Linked DNA regions of Macaca mulatta: region 1 is linked to region 2. The links are chromatin contacts, called in public Micro-C maps. All regions are on one chromosome and are shown on one strand. The core of a region is the stretch at or near the end of the contact, and the rest is flanking DNA. Distances in the headings are between cores, read along the strand shown.

Region 1 (2,765 bases), core at 198-2,697, 34 kb before region 2:
GAGAGGTTAAGAAGTTGTCCAACATCAGGCCGGGCGCGGTGGCTCACGCCTGTAATCCCAGCACTTTGGGAAGCCGAGGCGGGCGGATCACGAGGTCAGGAGATGGAGACCATTCTGGCTAATACGGTGAAACCCCATCTCTACTAAAAATACAAAAATTAGCCAGGCGTGGTGGTGGGCGCCCGTAGTCCCAGCTACTTGGGAGGCTGAGGCAGGAGAATGGCGTGTGCCCGGGAGGCGGAGCTTGCAGTGAGCCGAGATGGCGCCACTGCATTCCAGCCTGGGGGTCAGAGCGAGACTCCGTCTCAAAAAAAAAAAAAAAAAAAAAAGGTTGTCCAAGATCACAGGGGTGGTGAGTGACCAAGCCTGTATTTGAGTTATCCTCACAGAGACAGACATTTGCAGGTACCGCTGTTCTATATTAGTTACCTGTTTCCCTTGCTAGGCTGCATCCCTAGCTCTCAGACTAGGGATAGTATACAAACGTTTGGAAAATTAATGCCTTGAAGATTCAAAACAGTCTATTCACTTCCAAGAGTAATTTCACTTGCTTTCTCACAATCCCTAGGTAAGATAATAGTTAACATTTAATCAGCACTCCCATGTGACACTTTTCAGTGGCTATGCTAAGCACCTAAATCTCACCAACACTATTTTGCAAGGACTAATATCCCCATTTAATGGAAGAGGAAACTGAGGCTCAATGACTTGCCCAAGCTTCTGCCAACTAGTAAGTGGCAGAGCCAGGATTCTAGCTCAGGCTGTATGACCACAGAGTCCACATTTTTCTTTTGTTTTTTATGAGACTAAGTCTTGCTCTGTCACCCAGGCTCGAGTGCTGTGATGCGATCTGGCTTACTGCAACCTCTGCCTCTCGGGTTCAAGCAATTCTCCTGCCTCAGCCTCCCGAGTAGCTGGGATTACAGGCACACACCACCACGCCCAGCTAATTTTTGTACTTTTAGTAGTGACGGGGGTTTCACCATGTTGGCAAAGTTGGTCTCGAACTCCTGAACTCAAGTGATCGGCCCGCCTTGGTCTCCCAAAGTGCTGGGCCTACAGGCATGAGCCACCGCGCCCGGCCAGAGTCCACATTTTTGACGACGAGGCCACACTGTCAGTTCCACTGATGGGGAAACTGAGGCCCGGGGCAGGGCACTACATTGTGCCGGCGGAATCGTGGCCAGTGGGGGAAGCACGGGCTACGCGCCGATTCTTCCTCCTTGGTCAGGGAAGTCACTGAGGTGCAGGAGGCGGAGGGCGACAAGTGGAAGCCCCTTCCCATTATTAAGGATGGAGAGCGGCGCAGTAATTGGGATCTAACCCACGAGGCGGAAACACTAGGGAAACGGCGCAAACGGAAAACCGGAAGTGCGTCACCCAACGGACGGGCGAATCGTCTGCAGGCCACCAACGGGAACGCCGCGTTCGCGTTCGCCCCGCCCCAAAGGAAGAAGAGTCCGCCTTGCGACCGTATCCGCTAGCTCAGCGCGGGTTGCGCTTGGGCACCCTGGTGGGTAACGCGGCGCGCTAGGGGGTAGAGGGGAAAGAAGAGGGACTTCGAGGAAGGCGAGGGGAGGACGGAAGGTGGGGTGGGCGAGACAGGCAGTGGGGTCTGGCCCCGTGGTCTATCCTCGTGGGCTGTGGAACTCGGGGACGGGGGTCTTGGGGCTCCCCCTTCTTGATGGGGAAACTGAGGCCCAGAGAGGGGCCGCAGAAGGCAGCGGACTGGGATCTCCTCCCACAACACACACAAAGACATCTAAAAATCGTACTATTTAGTGAAAAATATTTTTAATCGTAATTACGATTTAACAGGTAAGGATACTTTTCATTGTAATAGGTGAAAAAGCAAAATATAAAATTCGATTCAAACTGTGATTACATCTATGGAAAACACAGCCTTCGCCGACCACCCTGTCTGTCCCGCCGCCCTCCGTGCTCCCCTCTGTTTTTGTGTACGGAGTTTCTCACTTTGTACAAGTCCGCAGCCGCTTGTGTTACAGCCCCGAGGCCAGATGCGTTTAAAATCGAGGATTTCTCGGACTTTGGAAAGGTAAAGTGCGTATGTTCTATGTTAGGTTTCACCCTCAGTGGGGGCTGGAGCAGCGGCTTGCAATCAAATACACGACCCTTTCCACAGCTAAAGATATGAAGATATGCATATATTATATTGACCGGGTCGCGGTGGCTCAGGCCTGTAATCCCAGCACTTTGGGAGGCTGAGGCGGGCGAATCACCTGAGGTCCGGAGTTCCAGACCAGCCTGGCTAACATGGTGAAACCCCGCCTGTACTAAAAATACAAAAAATTAGCCGGGCGTGGTGGCGCGTGCCTGTACTACCAGCTACTCGGGAGGCTGAGGCGGGAGGCTGAGGCAGGAGAATCACTTGAACGAGGGAGGCGAAGGTTGTAGTGAGTCAGGATCGCGCCACTTCACTCCAGTTGGGGCAACAAGAGCGAAACTCCGTCTGAAAAAAAAAAAAAGATATGCATATATTTACACTGTTGGGATAAATAACCATGGATAGCCTCACCTTAAGTCAGGTCAAGTTCTCCAACGTAAGAAACAAGTTTTGGTATTCAGACTTTTTTTTTCCCCTGCATCTGATCATCCACTAGTATTCATACCTTTTTAGATTTGAGGGTTGCAGATGAGGGACCTGGATTGTAGCTGTTCTGTTCACTCACTTTTCTCACTCTCACTGGATAAGAGAGTGTCTTTGAGAACAGGAACCGTGCTGTTGTATGGTCACGTCTCTCTCT
Region 2 (2,730 bases), core at 76-2,575:
AGACACACAGCGTGAGGGCGCTGTGATGACCCCCGTTTAGTCCCTTCCTGGCAGTGGCCTTGGTCATCAGTCCAGTGGGCAACCTGCTGGGCCTTTTCCTGTGGGACCGTTTCATTGGTTCTGTTTTTGTTTCACACGAAATGTATCAGATTGTCTGTTTTTTCTTGCAGTTTTTTTTCCAAAATGATTTTCTAAGGCATGAATCTTTTGAAATTATTTATTTTAATACATAAAAACAGTGAAAACAGTAATACATACTCTTGCTTTAAAAAGTTTCGCAGCACAAGCTCATTCCTGTAATCCCAGCATTTTGGGAGGCCGAGGTGGGCGGATCACCTGAGGTCAGGAGCTCGAGACCAGCCTGGCCAACATGGTAAAACCCTATCTCTACTGAAAATACAAAAACTAGCTGAGCGTGGTGGTGGGCGCCTGTAATCTCAACTCCTCGGGAGGCTAAGGCAGGTGGATTGCTTGAACCCGGAGGTGGAGGTTGCAGTGAGCCAAGATTGCGCTACTGCACTCCGGCCTGGGCGATAGTGAGACTGTCTCAAAAGACATGACTGTCTCACAGCATGAAAGGTACACAGCGCTGGACATGTCCTTCCACTGCTTCCAGTGCTCAGAGGCTTCCTGGTGCCACAGGAGAAAGGCCCTGCTGTCCCCGGCCACAGGCCCTGTGTGATCTGGCTCCCTTCCCCACCGCAGCCTCTCTGCCCTCCTTCCTTCCCTGGCTGATCAGTGTCCATTCAGCTGAGCCCCCGGCCATACTGTGGGTACCCCCTCCTCAGACTGATGGACCTGGATGGTGGCCCCTGGGCTGTGAGCGTCCTGCTGGCAGGGCCAGGGGAGGTGGGTGACAGAGAGGTCAAAGCCCCGGCCTTGTGGTACAACTCTGGGTGAGTCAGTTCACCTTTCTGCGTCTCAGCCTCTTTCCCTGTGCCCAGAGAGCTGCTGGAGGGTGGATTCATGATGACAAAGGGTGCCCGGGACAGGGCCTCTCCATGCTGAGGGCTTGCTGCAAGCCGCCCTTCTCACCCCGGTTGTTGTTATTCTTACTGTTCCAGCCCAGGACCTAGCACAAGCCTGGCATGTAAGTGAGGATAAGTGGACACTGAATAAAAAAAGAAAGGAATAAAGCTCCACCTAAGACGTGTGGGGACGCAAAGGGACAGAGGCCTCTCGCGGGGCACTGGGGACGAGGTAGAACGGCTGAGATGGGATGGGATGTGTGTGCAGCGGGAGCTTAGTGCACGCTCTGAGCATGTCATTGAGTGATACGCTGAAGGTGCTGATCCAGACTCTCATCGGGAGGCAGCGAGCAAAGACAGGAAGCCCGCGGCAGCCTCCGTGGTTGCAGATAGCATCTCCCCGGCCCTCCTGCCTCACAACGCCCTCCATCTGTTGTCTGTTTGTCTTCCAAGTACTCCAGGAAGAAAGAAGCCACACGGCACTGGCATTCACCCAAGAGGCTGCAGCCTCCGCCCGTGTCTGGGGTTGCTGTCCCCTGTGTTGAGATGGGATGGAATGATTCAAGCAAACTACGTTTTTTTGATGAGGCCCCCCATCACACCCCTTTTTTGGTCTGTTTATTTCCAGGCAATGCCACTGTAGATAAGTTGGAGGACTTCATCAACAACATTAACAGTGTCTTGGAGTCCTTGTATATTGAGATAAAGAGAGGAGTCACGGAAGATGACGGGAGACCCATTTATGCGTTGGTGAGTGCCCGGCAGAGCCCTCTAGTGGTGTTTTTGAGGAGCTGGAACAGGGCCCAGGCAGCCCGTGTTTGCTTTGGTTTGATTTCTCTTTTGGACAGTTCTTTGTAAAGAAGTCACTCCAAATGTATGGAATATTAGGAATAAAGGGAGAAATGGTTTTTTACTTAGAATAAGACATAGAAGCGATGAAAAGAAACAGTGTGTAGGAGTGTCAAGGATTGCGACCCACGTGGGGTCTTCAGTGGTTTTCAGATTTACTCTCACAGGTAGGGATCAGGGTGAAAACACAGGAGTGGGAAGCTGACATGCCCCATCCCTGGCTAGGAGACACCTCGGGCTGGTCAGAGGACATCTGGCTGCTCCCAGCCAGGCTCACACTCAGAAAGGAGCACTCTAGTCCAGGGTTTCCAAAACATTACACAGGCAAAGAACTATGGAAATGCTGGTCAGACACGGCAAAGCAGATTTCCTTGCTGTCGGACTTCTCAGTGCCTTTTGCATTTGAAGCTCCATTAACATGTAGACAAATCTCCCAAATTTATCTGAGTTTGGAAAATACTGCACACCCTCTGGAGTTCTGAAACTTCTGAGGGTCTAGCATGTTGACTGAGCTAAAGAATAAAGTCTGTAGTATATGCCTGGTTACAGATCCATCCTGCGGCTCGCAGTGCCTGGATACAGGAGCTCAGTGACTGGCCAGAGACGGAGGAGGGGAGGGAGGGAGAGCCAGCGACACGTTAACCAACACGCGAAGGGCACAGCCTGACTGTTGCGCTGACTTATTTCTTAGGTGAATCTTGCTACAACTTCAATTTCCAAAATGGCTACGGATTTTGCAGAGAATGAACTGGATCTGTTTAGAAAGGCTGTAAGTAGAGTAATCCCCGTCGCCCATTGGCTGGGCTTCTTATGGGAAAGTTCTTTCTCAGTCGTTAGAAGTGGCAACTGCAGTCTTCAAGGATCACTGCGGGGGACGTGGGCCACCACTGCTGTCTGAGGAAACGCTTTGCAG

What was found. Hi-C and Micro-C count contacts between places; a contact is called where the count stands out from the background.
Region 1: a contact with region 2 is called in a Micro-C map of CD4 T cells, with 5 times the contacts expected there. The contact joins the promoter of NSMCE1 here to the enhancer-like site in region 2. A contact is called at or near these places in 4 of 14 Hi-C or Micro-C datasets (CD4 T cells, blood, liver and 1 more).

What each region holds. Positions count from the first base shown.
Region 1 is chr20:26,815,871-26,818,635 of T2T-MMU8v2.0, reverse strand. It overlaps NSMCE1 (NSE1 homolog, SMC5-SMC6 complex component), which reads left to right and starts at 1,447. Exons shown (of 9, transcript XR_013411612.1): 1 at 1,447-1,513. The region is part of intron 1 of LOC144337957 (a long non-coding RNA gene); the gene reads right to left. LOC144337955 (a long non-coding RNA gene) reads right to left here. Exons shown (of 2, transcript XR_013411619.1): 2 at 1,453-2,143.
Region 2 is chr20:26,781,881-26,784,610 of T2T-MMU8v2.0, reverse strand. NSMCE1 (NSE1 homolog, SMC5-SMC6 complex component) reads left to right here. Exons shown (of 9, transcript XR_013411612.1): 3 at 1,597-1,718; 4 at 2,509-2,586. Among named protein-coding and RNA genes, the nearest start is that of KDM8, 32 kb to the right of the region's middle. Within about 2 kb of position 1,325, at least 16 of the 40 cell types and tissues checked have an H3K27ac peak or open chromatin away from gene starts, as enhancers often do. A contact at or near this core is called in CD4 T cells, blood and prefrontal cortex, where this site is marked.